2 separate regions of the Sus scrofa genome follow, and region 2 is linked to region 1. Evidence: chromatin contacts called from public promoter capture Hi-C data. All regions are on one chromosome and are shown on one strand. The core of a region is the stretch at or near the end of the contact, and the rest is flanking DNA. Distances in the headings are between cores, read along the strand shown.

Region 1 (6,645 bases), core at 3,828-6,327:
CGTTCTACATGTTTCCCTTACTTGTTCTGAGGATCAGATAAGGCGAGTCATCAGGAATGCGTCATGCAGCGTTAGTCACTATATCACACTGTTTGCTGGTGTATCTGTTGATGAGGAGCAGAGCGAGTGCTCCTGGCAAAATGCCATCTGGGTTACTCATACCGCAAGACTAAAGCCTTACGTAAATGATTCACAGTGTCCTCTCCCTCCAAGGTGATGCCAGTATCCTCCGTCAGGCTCACCAACACCCCGTCTCACAGTTCCGTGACGTTATCTTCTCCAGTGCCTGTCACTTCCACGATGGGTGGCCACGCTCTGAATCGTGTCATCACCTCCAAACGATCCCATCCCGCTTTGGAACCCTTCAGCCCCAAGGCTTGAGAATATCTCAGGTCCTGCTTACAGTCACCTAGACTCCTAGCTCCAAATTCACTTACTGCTTTTGTACCTGCTTTTCAACTCCCCCAGGATGTCTGCTAACCTTTTCTCCTGATCTCTTCGCCTCCTCAAGAGGGAAATTGCCATGTGGCTTCTTTCTGTCCTCAAAGGGAAAAGTGGCTCTGCCGTCCCGTCCAGGGAATCTCACCACCTGAACTCTGGACTCCAGCCCCACCCCCATGCCCTGTCTCATTAATTATTTACCCTCTCCTCTAGGTTTTCCAATTCACTTATCCTTTCTGGGCTTTTTTCCTTCAGCACAGAGACGTGATCATTTCTCTTCTAACAACCCCCGCCCAAATCTTAGATGACAGGATCTGATAGTCTCCTGACCTGGAATTCTCTTTCTCTTCCTTTCATGCTCAAGTCTTTCTCTCCCTGCTCTAATCCCACTCACTCCTTACCCCTCTGTAACCTGCCATCTGTCCCCACCATGCTTCTGAAACTGCTCCAGACCTGGCTCCAGAGATCTAACAGGCTCTGGTCACATTTCGCTTCTTAGCTAACTTGGCATCAACTCTAGAAAGCTTCCCTCTGTGCTTCTGTGCTACTATGCACAGGGGTGTTCCTCTCCCCCTGTAGCCACTTCTAAATCTCCTAATGGGTCTCTTTTCCTCTTTCTCTTTGGTAAAAGTGGATTCACTCTCTACCCCCATTCCTTCCCACCACCAGCATATCTCTTTCTAAGCAATTTTATCGTCAGTGGTGGCTTAAAGGAACATTCATATAAACTAAGGTCATACATTCTTCGAGCCTCCAACCTATATGGTCAACTGGCTTCTAGACATTCCTGTTGTTATGGCCTGAAGGCCCCTCAAACTCACTGTGTTCCATACTCACGTGATCATCTTTCCTAGTTCCCAAACTGACTCTTCGTTCTATATTTACTATCCTTGAACATGGCAAGGACCACTTGGCCAGCAACTCAGGCCAAAGGCACGAGAGAAGCCAGCTTGTTCCTCACCTCCAGACTCCTCTGGCTCCAAATTCCACTGACTTGGCCCCCTCTTTCTCCAATCCATCCACTTGCCTCCTTTTCTCTGACTCTGCTGGACTTTTTTGGCTCCCGTTTTTCTGGATCATCTCAGTAATTTCTGGGCTCTTCTTCCTGCTGGCCGTCCTCTCCTTCCTCCAACCTAAAGATTCGATATTTTTTCTTTGTCACTGTTATCCACTTATGTCTTTTTTTCCTTTATTGTCTTTTTCAAACTAAGAAGGAATACACTTAGTGTAAAACAGCCAATCGTTTATAAGGCTGTAAAGAAAAAGTTAAATTTATCCTGATCCAGACCTCAAACCTTACTCCCAAATGCATGCTTTTCCTAAAAATAGGATTTTATTGAACAGGATGTATTGCTTCTACTTTAAGAGGCACCCCCCCCCCATATTTTAAGATCTCTGAAGTCAACTGTATCATATAATCAATGGTGTCTTAGATTTGGTTAAATAAATTATTGTTCTGCAATGTGCTATTTTTATTTGTTAATATGGGTCATGCTCCAAACCAGCTCTTACTTCTGGGGTGATCTTTCTAAAGTACAAAGTTAGTCAGGTCATTGCCCTCCTGCCCAAAATTCTTCAAAGTCTCCCCTGCCACCCCCACCTCCATCCCCTTCATCTTCTGACTCCCTCCTACTTCAGCAAGTCTTATTTCTAGCACATCCACACACATTCTCTTCCGTAAAGCCTATTTGCACTTAGTTCCCCAAATATGCTCTGCTGAGCCAGTTCTTGGTGCTTTTGCACCGAAGTTTCCTTGGCCTCTTCATCACCTTTTCTTCTCCAAATTGCCTCTTATTGGAAAATTGTCCTGATCCCCTGCAGCTGAGCCTGGGGCCTGCCTTATGTGATGCCTCTCCATTTCTCTAGCATCTGGCACACGTCTTTGTTAAATCACTTAACATACAGGTTGTAGCCATGTGTCTTATTTATTCCTCCCAATAAGTAGTGAGTTCTTGAGCATGTGTTCTTTTTTTTTTTTTTTAGGCCGGGGTGGAATCGGAGCTGCAGCCATTGGCCCACACCACAGCCACAGCAACGTGGGATCTGAGTGGGGTCTGCAGCCCATACCACAGCTCACAGCAACGCCAGATCCTCAACCCACTGAATGAAGCTAGGGATTGAACCCTCATAGATCTTAGTCGGGTTCGTTAACCACTGAGCCACGAAGGGAACTCCAGGGCATGCATTCTTTTTTTTTTTTTTTTTTTTGGTCTTTTTAGGGCCTCACCCATGGCATACAGAGGTTCCCAGGCTAGGGGTTGAATCAGAGCTTCAGCCTCTGGCCTACACCACAGCCAGAGCAATGCCAGATCCAAGCCATGTCTGCGACCTACACCACAGCTCACGGCAACGCCGGATCCCTCACCCACTGAGTGAGGCCAGGGATCAAACCTGGAACCTCATGGTTCATAGTTGGATTCGTTTCCCCTGCGCCACGACGGGAACTCCAGAGCATGCATTCTTTATACTCATTTTCAGCAGTGCCAGGGCAATATGGGTGTCCTATAAATATTTCTGGAAATAAACGAACTGTATATGAGAGAAGCAGGAAAATGTTCCTTAAGATAAGGTAAAGAGCATCCCAATTATCTCTCACCTTAACCTGGGAAGAGAGAGAAAAAGAAGGTCTGGATGCCAACCCCCCTGGGTACCCAGAAAGCTAAAGCAAGGGGTTATCTCCCCTTTTTCTACTTTCCACTCCTCCAGACCTACTAATTCCACCTTCCACTAAAGATAAGCTGATATCAACAACCGTGGCCTTAATGACCCCTTCCTGTCTTTCTAGTCCTAAGTGCTTCAAGTTCAAACCCATCTTCACCTTCTCTTGCTGCAAAGTCCCTGATCTCATAACCAGAGTTTTGAAAAGTACCAAAGGGGGCTTTTTTCCACTTGACACTCCACAGTGCCCACTTGAGCTGTCCATTGGGTCGCCCTCCTGCCCCAGGTGGGGACACATCTGGCAGCCCATCAAGATGCCACCAGGAAATAAACACAAAAGGACACTCAAGTTTTATATGAAACCTTTATTTTAATGACTCTCCTTAAGGCTCAAAGTTAATGTAGAGGCCTCAGTGGAAAACATTTACCACCACCTCCCTGTAACCCAGTCTTGGGTTTGGATTCTAGAAAATGCCAAAGGTAGACAAAAATGTTTCCCAGTTCTTTCTGACCTAGATAATTTAAAACCAAGAATTCCAATTCATTCATGGAAAAGTACCAGAGTACTGTTGGGGACATAAAACAAAGCTCAGCTAATGTGGTCTACATGGCAGTCAGTAAAACTGGCTTATGCTAACACATGTTGACAATTAAGGGGCCAACATACTTTTAACACCACCACCCCTGACTTGGCCCAAAGGACAAGGAGTCATGAAACAATCAGAAGTAGCAAAGCCGAAGAAGGAAAAGGGGAAAGACAGAGGCAGTACATGAAGGAAGACTGGCCATGACAAGGCAGGAGAAAAGAGACACCTTGTAATTGGAAATGTAGCTGACCGAAGATTCCAAAAAATAAGCATATTTGCTGTCACAGTTTGGGCTGAAGATAAACAACCAATCAGAACTGAAAGAAATAGGAAGGCTTAAATTTAAAAAAAAAAAAAAAAAAAAAAAAAAAGAATGGGACAGGGCATGGAGCCAGACAGGTGAGTAGATAAAAGAAGAGTATTTTGGGCATGTAGATAGGACTGATAAAGACACAGGATAAGAACAGAAGGAGTATTACGGGACAGGTGGGATCCACATGTGGACAAATAAAATGAAGGGGGGAAAGCAGCTGTTAAGAAAAGTGCTGTGATTCCACCAGTCTGGAAGAAGCCAGTGTCTTGAAATTAGAGTTTTTCAAGCTCTAATCTACAACTGAACTTGAAATTAGGAAGTTCTCAGCCCCTCAGTGAGTCAAGCAGACTTTCTAAGGTGGGTAGCAAATCAAGCTAGCCTGTGATGCTTAACACCCTGAGCCTGTGTTGGAAACCTTACATTCGGAGGACAACAACTTCACCGCTTAATGCCAACACAAAAGAGACTGGACAAACCTCTATTGTGCACTAATTTTGGAGTAAATAAAAACAGAGCAACACTAAGCAACAAATACCATAACTGTCCAGACATAAGACTTGTTCATTTCCGCTGCTCCGGAATTCAACCATCATGATGTTTCTGGCACCTTAACGTAACCTTCAGAGTGTTATTTCAGCACAGACTTCAACGGTGTATTTGAACCCTTAGGAGCCAGTGTCTGGAGGAGCCGCCCCAGCAGTATCTCCAGATCGAGATAGGTTTGTTTGGGATGCAACAGTTTCCTCGACCTCGGCACCGCCTCGGGGAATCTGAAATGACTACCCTACAGCGTTAATAAAGATACGTTTTGGAGAGACCGCAGGGTGCTGGCTAATGTGCTCCTTTTTCCCCACCCATCGACTTCAGCCACGACCTACGCAGCGCAAGGAGAGGCCAGGAACAGATCTTCTATTGTTTTCGTTTCCTACGTGGCCGAGACCCGAAGGAACCGCGAGTCGCCTACCTGCTTTCCATTCCCCGGGCGGGGAGCAGCTGCGTGGCCCACAGAGCTGTTGGTTGTCGGCTCGCGCTCGCCGCCGACCTCACCTTACAGCGCTCTCCCGGCTCGGACCAGCCTGACTCATCTGGGATGGGTGGCAGGGGTGGGGGAGACCTCGGAGGGCGGAGGGACGAGAGGAGGCGGGCCGGGCCCTTCCCCCAAAGCCGGGCAGGAGGCGTCGCCAGGGCGCAGGTGAAACCGACTCCGACCTATCCCTGCAACTTTCGCCGCCTGGGACTCGCTGCAAGAGGAGCGCGTCGCGCAGGGGCGGCCTGGGAGCCGCCCTCTCCCCCGGCCTCTCTCCGGGGGACCCGCAGCCCTCCTGGCACGTTCGGGGGCTGCAGGCAGGCCGCGGCTGATGGAGGAGCCTGGCGCCGCCCCGGGCGCAGGTGACACACGCCAGGCCAGGGTTTCGGCTGGCGGGGGAGACCTCAGCGAGAGCGAGACGCAGACACTCCGGGGCCAGGTGACCACAGGGCAGCTATGGCCCGAGAGTTGAGCCAGGAGGCACTACTGGACTTTCTGTGCCAAGCCGGGGGCCGAGTGACCAATGCCGCCTTGCTGAGCCACTTCAAGCACTTCCTCCGAGACCCCGACGCGCCCCCCGGCCAGCACCAGCGCCGCCGCGAGCTTTTCAAGGGCTTCGTTAACTCGGTCGCCGCAGTGCGCCAGGACCCCGACGGCACCAAGTACGTGGTGCTCAAGAGGAGGTACAGGGACCTTTTGGGGGAGGAGGGGCTGCAGCGACCCAGCGACCCGCCCGCGACCGCCGCCCCTGCAGGGGGAGCTGCGCCCCGCTGCCCACTCCCCGCCTGCCCGGGGGAGTCGCTGCCTCCGCAGCAGCCCCGGCGGCGGCGGCGCGAGAAGGAGCCAGAGGAGGAGCCAGCAGGTGCCGCAGCCGCAGCCGCGGTTCCCGCTGCGGGGTGCAATGGATTCCCCGCCAGCGGCGTCCGGGAGGCGCCCCGAGGAGGCGGGGGGCGGAGGGGCAGCTCTGGCCCCCAGGAGCGGGTGCCGGCGGCTGTGGCTGCGGCTGCCCAGGCCCGAGCGAGGTGCGCGGCGGCCGAGACGCAGGGCCGCTGCTGCTGGGAATGCCTCCAGAACGGCCTGGGGGGACTCCCAGGCCAGCCGCTGCCTGCCGCACTCCCTGACCCCGCCACTACCACTGTCACCGCCTGCGCCGGGGAGGAGACAGCGCAGGCTCCGCCAGCCCAGGACGACCGCCGGGCTCCCAGGCCGCAGCGGGAAGGTGCGCCCGCGGAGCCCCCGCCTGTGCCCGCCGCGTCCCGCTCGCGTTCTACAACCGTCGAGGCTGCCGAGAGCTGGGCTTTGTCGCCTTCTCTCCTGTCCTGCTCTCCTGCCCCCGGAGATCCTCCAGAGCTGGTGACTCGCGGCCCTCTGCTTTATTCAACCCTGCAGCAGCAGCAGCAGCGCACTCGAGAGTGGGTGGCGAGACACCCCCAGATACCTGAGGCCCGGGACCGAGGCCCCATCCGAGCCTGGTCGGTGCTCCCCGACGACTTCCCCCGGCTACCCCCAGAGCCAGGCTTCTGGGTCCCCGAATCTAAGTCAGCAACACCCGAACCCCCTCTTTCCTCTCATTCTGTTTTGCCTGCTGGTTCGGAATCCTGGCCCGGGAATTCGCCACT
Region 2 (6,410 bases), core at 2,279-4,778, 180 kb before region 1:
TTAATATTTTCTTTAATGCCTTCTTTATTGTCTCAGGGAATTGCAAAGACTTTCTATTTGCTACAACTAAAACAACTCATTTTTTAAAAAATAATATTCCATTTATAAAAAGATGTTGATTAAAAGTAAGGTCTTTTGGAGTTCCCCTTGTGGTGCAACGGAAACGAATCCGACTAGTAACCATGAAGTTTCTAGTTCGATCCCTGGCCTTGCTCAGTGGGTTAAGGATCCAGTGTTGCTGTGAGCTGTGGTGTAGGTTGCAGACGCGGCTTGGATCCCGTGTTGCTGTGGCTGTGGCGTAGGCCTGTAGCTGTAGCTCCAATTAGACCCCTAGCCTGGGCAACTCCATATGCTGCAGGAGCAGCCCTAAAAAACAACAAAAAAGGAAGATCTTTCCAGTGAATGGTGAAAAAGAATATCCATATTTTTGGTTAGGATAACTGGAACAGTTCCTTATCCACCTATTAATTACTTGTACTTATATTTATAGTATTCTAGACTAAATTGCCACTGGCGATCTCATGGGCAGTAAGAGTTTTAATAAAACTAAGTTTCAAAAAGGGTAAGTATGTACGTATGTAATGGAGAGTTTTTTTGTTTTTTTTTTTTTTTTTTTTTTTTTGACTTTCAGCGTCACCTGTTGTATCAAAAATTGCCCTTGTCCCTGTCCTTGACCACTTGGGCCTCTGTTCTCCCACTTCAGAGATCCTGGCTAGCCGAGGTAGCATTCAGGCGAGGCCCCTGGGAGCAGATGCTGAAACCAGCTATTTAGGCAACCCTTCACCATCTCTGTCGAGGAGAGTCCTGGGTTGGAGAACCACAAGACATTGTAGCTGCCATACTTGGGGGTGGTATCCCCTGGACTGGTTGGTGCCTGTAATGGAGAGCTCTTAAAAACTCTTGGTTATATTTTAATTGATTCAAATCCTCTGCCAAGCAATTTGGAAAATTGGTATTTATCAAACACCATAAAAATGTAAATGCTCTTGCACCCAGGAATAACCCAGAAAATGTTACACAGGAAGTTATTAATTGTATTATTTTTGTTTTTTCTTTCATTTTTTTGGTAATAGCTTTATTGAGATCTTACATCTCATGCAATTCATCTTTTAAATGTGCACACTTCAATTGTTTTTAGTATAGAGTTTACAACCATCACAATTAACTGTAAAATATTTTCATCAAAAAGAAACCCCAAAACTCTTACCTACTACTCTCCAACCCTTTCTCCGTCTTTGGTCTTAAGCAACCACTAACCTACTTTCTATAGATTTGCCTATTCTGAACATTTCATATAAATGGAATCATTATGCTAAGTGAAGGAAGCCAGCCACAAAAGACTGCAATTGTTTTCAAGGGTCATCCATGTTACACCATATATCAATACCTCCTTATTACGGCCAAATAACATTCCGTTGTGTAGATATGCCACATTTGACTTATGCATTCATCAGTTGGTGGATATTTGTGTTGTTTCGTCTTTTTCCCCATTATGAATAATGCTGTTGTGAAGATTCAAGTACAAGTTTCTGCATGGACATGTTCACATTTCGCTTGACTATATATCTGGGAATGGAATTGGTATGATTTCTCCCTTCCTTCCTTCCTTCCTTTCTTTCTCCTTCTAAATGGCCTCACAGCGTATGGAAGTTCCCAGGCCAGGGGTTTAATCAGAGCTGCAGCAACCCACCGTGCTGGGCCAGGGATTGAACCTGCACCTCCACAATGACTGGAGCAGCTGCAGATGGATTCTTAACCCATCTGGCCACAACAGGAACTCCAGTATGAGTCTTTTTTTTTTTTTTTTCTCTTTATTAAAGTGTAGTTGATTTACAATGTTGTGCCCCAGTATGATTCTCATAGTAAGTGAAAACCAGAAGTAATTTCATGGTCCAACAATGAATGGTATTATGCAGAAAAATGTTGCCTATATAGAAGGAAGACCATATAGCAATAAAGGTCATTTAAGAAAAAGCTACATGAAGTGGAAAAAAAAGCAAAATATGACCCACTTAAAACCCTTCCTGGGCTTCCCTTCCCTATTCTGTTTTAGGGACCTGTCCCCTGCCCCTGGTCTCACTTCTCTCCCCCTGAATTCTCTGAGGACCTGCTATATAAACTTTCAGAGATTTTTACAATGTCTCAGCTCTAGAGCCTTTGCAAGGTTGTTTCCTCTTGTATATCACTCTTTCCCCACTTCTTTGCCCAGTGGTTTCAAGTCTCATCTTAAATGTCTCTTCCTCACAGAACTTCTCTGATATCCCTAACTAGACTGGGAGTAAATGTTTCCATAGCAGCCTGCATCTTAATACATTTGATACTGGTAATTGTTTATTCAGTCAGTAATCAAATATTGAAAACCTTTTACATGCAGGAATACTGGGTGAAATAAAACATGTAAGATCTCTGCCAACCTAGACCGTATATTCTAGGGAGAGAATACAATGTTCAAGTAAGCAGATCAATGTACTGGGTGATTTTACATAGTGATAATTAGCTCAAGGGTTACTTTTGGTGTTTGAATTGTAAACTCTAGGAAGGTAGAAGCCATTTCTTAGTTATTTAGTTGCTAGAGCTTAGCACCTGGTCTGGCTCTATGAATAAGCTCAAAACAAATTTAAGACTGCTAAAACAGGCATATAACAGAGATGGAAAACACAAACATGACAACTTCTGTAAAAGGTTGAGTTTGAGGGGTTTTTTTTTCTTACAAAACTTTCTGTAATTTTACATATTCTTTTAATAACCAAAATAATTAAAAGATGAGCAAATGGCCAAAAAAAAAAAAAAGTCCCATTTTGGCATTCCCTGGTGGCTCAGTGGGTTAAGGATTCGGAGTTGTCACTGCTGTGGCACAGGTTTGATTCCTGTCCAGTGAAGGAACCCCAAATAAAACACTTATGTCACCAGACAGTCTTTAAAGACCTGGTAATAAAACCTACTCTGAAATACTCAGCCGTGTCAGTTAAGTAGACAGAATTCCCTTGGCACGTTACCAAGAAGGTACCCATGGCTGCCAGCAGTATCATTTCGTTTTAAAAGAGGTGTTTACTATTTACCCCTTAACTTCCCGATTTCTAATGCGCTTTAGAATCTCCCTCCACCCACGACGTGGCAGCGGAAAAAACCCGCAATTCTATTTACACGTCAATTGCAAGAAGAGAACAAGGAACTTTTCGCGAGGGCAACAAAGAATGCATGATCCTTACACAACAGACGTCAACCTTTTCCCAATTAACCCTTTTACAAACCCTAGACAAAGATAGGCTGGATCAAAAACAAAAACACCCCAAAACCCCACAAAAAAAAACACCCCAAAAAACAAAGAAAAAAACCAGGTAGCGCTTCGCTCGGCCAGAAAAGCATCCACAGAACCCAACCCCCCCAAACGGAGCGCTCCGTCGCGTCTTTCTTCTTCGGCGCGCATGCGCAGATTGCTCTCCGGCCACCTCACGCCTCTTTCTAAGAGCCAAGGAGGCACTTACGTCACCGTGAGGTCGAAGAGGAGCCCTTCCGCTCCTCCACGGAAAATGAGTCCATGCACCTTTAGCTTTTCTTAGCCCACAAAAAGCCTTCCCTTCTCCCACCCCGGTGCCAACGACTTCTCCAGCCCATTTCCAACAGTCCAGCTTTTTTCCAGACCTCTCCGTGCTTTCGTTGGACGGAGAAGGCACAAGAGAGGAAAAAAAGGGGAAACCAATTCACTCTTGTTTACAAGGAGTGAGCAAGTCTAGGGATCGGTCCGCGAGGGCGGAGCCGAGGGAGCCGGCGCTTCTTCATCCTTTCCCCTCCCTCCCCTGCCTTCCCCGCGAGCGGACGCGGCAGCGCCTCTGTCTCGCTTTTTCTTATTTTCCCCCCCTTTTCCCCTTCCTTTTTTTTTTTTTTTTTTTTCTTTTTCCTCCCCTTCCCCCCTTTCACCATTTCCCCTCGGAGGTGCTTCCCCCGGGCAGGGGCAGAGCCGGTCTCACCCCCCGCCTCTCCCCGGCCCCCGCCGCCCTATGGCGAGAGGGAACCCCCTCCCCACCCGGGCACAAGCGGCGGTTGGAGGAGCGGGACCCGCGGCGGCGGCTTCAGGTCCGGGGGCGTCATGGAACTAATTCGCTGACCGACCCACCGGCCGCAGCCGTGCGTCCCGCTCGAGCGCCAGCGCCCTCCGGCCCAATTCCCCCTCTTCTCCCTCCTCAGTCGGCCCGGTCCTCGTCACGCGCGCCCCGCCGCCGCGCGCTGAGAAAAATGAGGTGGTAACGGGCCCCCGGATGACCCCGCGTCACCACTGTGAGGCCTACAGCTCTGCCGGGGAGGAGGAGGAGGAGGAGGAAGAGGAGGAGAAGGTGAGGGGGCGGGGGCGGGGGGCTCGACGCGTCCCCGCGACCCCTGTGCGCGCGCCTTCCCCTGTTCCGCGTCGCCGCGCTCCCCACCTCGCCACCCCAGAAACCTTTCGGACGCCCGCCTGGTCAACTCGGCCCCTTCCCAGTTTGGAAAGGGCTCCGCTGGTTTCCCCTTTCGGGCCTTTTTTTTGTGTGTCTGCAAGTAACTTTTTTGTAGCACCAGCAAATTGCCTACTAGTGAGAGTTCTAGGCTCCGGAGCCCGTGGGATGCACAAAGACGGGGACACACCCCCACCCTTAGACCTCGGTGCTCGGGCGGGAGTGAGGGGAAGATGCTTTATAGTGCAGAGCCGGGGGCAGGCCAGATGAATGGGGTGACCCGCCAGCGCGGCGGGAGCTTGTGGGAGAGGGACGTTACCTAGGGTTTGCGTGGGTTCGGGCATCTGGAGAGGTGAGCTTTGAGTTACACCCCGAAGGGCATAAGAACACTCCAAAATTGAAAAGAAGGCCCTCTGCCGAGCCAGGGGTTCCACTGCAGATCATTTTGGCAGGAGTTGAGAATTGAGTAGCAAAATAGTGGAAGGTATCTCTTCCGAGGGCGGATGGAATGTGAAGCTCTTTGAATGTCAGACCAAGGTATTCAGCTTTTATTCTGTCACTGGGAGCCATCAGCGTTTGAGCTGCAGCAGTGTGACATGATGATAACCCTTGGAGGGGCTCATCGGACAGGCATCATTCTGAGTGGCTTGCAACCTATTGAATCTTCACAAGAGCAGATAGTTGAGCGTTTTTACAGATGAGGGAAACTGAGGCTAGGCTTCATAAGATTGACTTTCCCATTAGGTGACTGCTGGAACCCAGTGGCCAGAATTCCAGCCCCAACAGCCTGACTATGCTATGTAGTGTCTGCTGAAATGAGAATAGCGTTAGCTGTCTCTAGCCATTCCAGGTCATTTGTGGCAGATGAAATAGAAGGGAACCGGCAAATAGATGATGGATAGGATTTAGATTTGCTAGTCTGGGACCAGACACATCAGAGATTCTGAGGAGCAGAAGTTTCTTAATACTGATGAAGAGCAGACTGGTAGTGATAATCACCTTGTGTTGGGAAGGTGCAGTGGGGATGATTTGCAGTTACTCTTAGGTAAGTGAGTTTATCTAGCAGTGTGACATCCTAGTCGTTTAGAATGGAACTCAAGATTGGAAGCTTAATATGTGTGTACATGTTTTATTCTGATTGTATAATACTTTAAAAATGAAAAGCATTCACCTTTGTGTACGAATTCATCTTTAAAAGGGGCTTGAAAATAATACTATCCTTTATGTTCGAGTATTAAATGAGTTAATATGGCGTAGTACTTTGAACAATGCCTGGCGCAGTAGTAAGCATTCATTGTTTTTAGTTGTTAAGCTCTTAACAAGTGTAAGCTACCAGGCACAGGGCTCAACTCTGGAGAATGTCTGCCATCAAGGAACTCATAGTAGGAGAAACCAGACTACAAATAATCAGTTATCATGGAGCAATTAAATGCAAAGGTAGAATTATGTCCAAGTACATATAATGCAAACCATTGCTCTGTAGAAAGGAGAGTGCAAGCTGGAGAAGGACATTTCAGTTGAAAAACAATGTGGCAAGGTGTGGAAATTGGGAAAGAGCAGGCTATTTTGGAATTACAGGTACCTGTAATTCATTATTAGGTTAAGGGCTTAAAGTCAGGGAGGTGATACTAGAACATGAGGCTTTTGTGTGGTCATATTAATCCCTCTTTTTAGAAGTGAAGTGAAGATCTGCAAACAGCACCGGCATCAGTATTATTAGTGGAATTGGTATTAGATCATAATAGATAAAGTAATTCCATGTTAATGAAGTTGTTTCTGTTGTATAACCAGTACTGTGCAGCAGTTTTCCTCAGAAGAGCAAGAGGCCCTTTATGTAGATCTGTAATATAGTTTATGCTGTTCAATAAGCATTTTATAAACTATTTGCCCAGACAGTAAGCTATTTGATAAGCAGAAGCACAGAAATTAAAAGAATGGAAGGAGAAATGTGAAACACATCAAGTTCAAAGTGTGTGGAATATA

What was found. Promoter capture Hi-C pulls out the DNA fragments that hold promoters and counts their contacts.
Region 2: a promoter capture Hi-C map of liver shows a contact between it and region 1, with 2.6 times the contacts expected there. The contact joins the promoter of CCNI here to the promoter of SEPT11 in region 1. A contact is called at or near these places in 1 of 5 promoter capture datasets (liver) and 1 of 47 Hi-C or Micro-C datasets (embryonic fibroblasts).

Annotation. Positions count from the first base shown.
Region 1 is chr8:72,542,073-72,548,717 of Sscrofa11.1, reverse strand. SEPT11 (septin-11) reads right to left here and starts at 5,077. Exons shown (of 11, transcript XM_021101474.1): 1 at 4,964-5,077. SOWAHB (ankyrin repeat domain-containing protein SOWAHB) reads left to right here and starts at 5,402. Exons shown (of 1, transcript XM_005666780.3): 1 at 5,402-6,645. The coding sequence starts at 5,483.
Region 2 is chr8:72,716,425-72,722,834 of Sscrofa11.1, reverse strand. It overlaps CCNI (cyclin-I), which reads left to right and starts at 3,528. Exons shown (of 7, transcript XM_003129097.6): 1 at 3,528-4,331.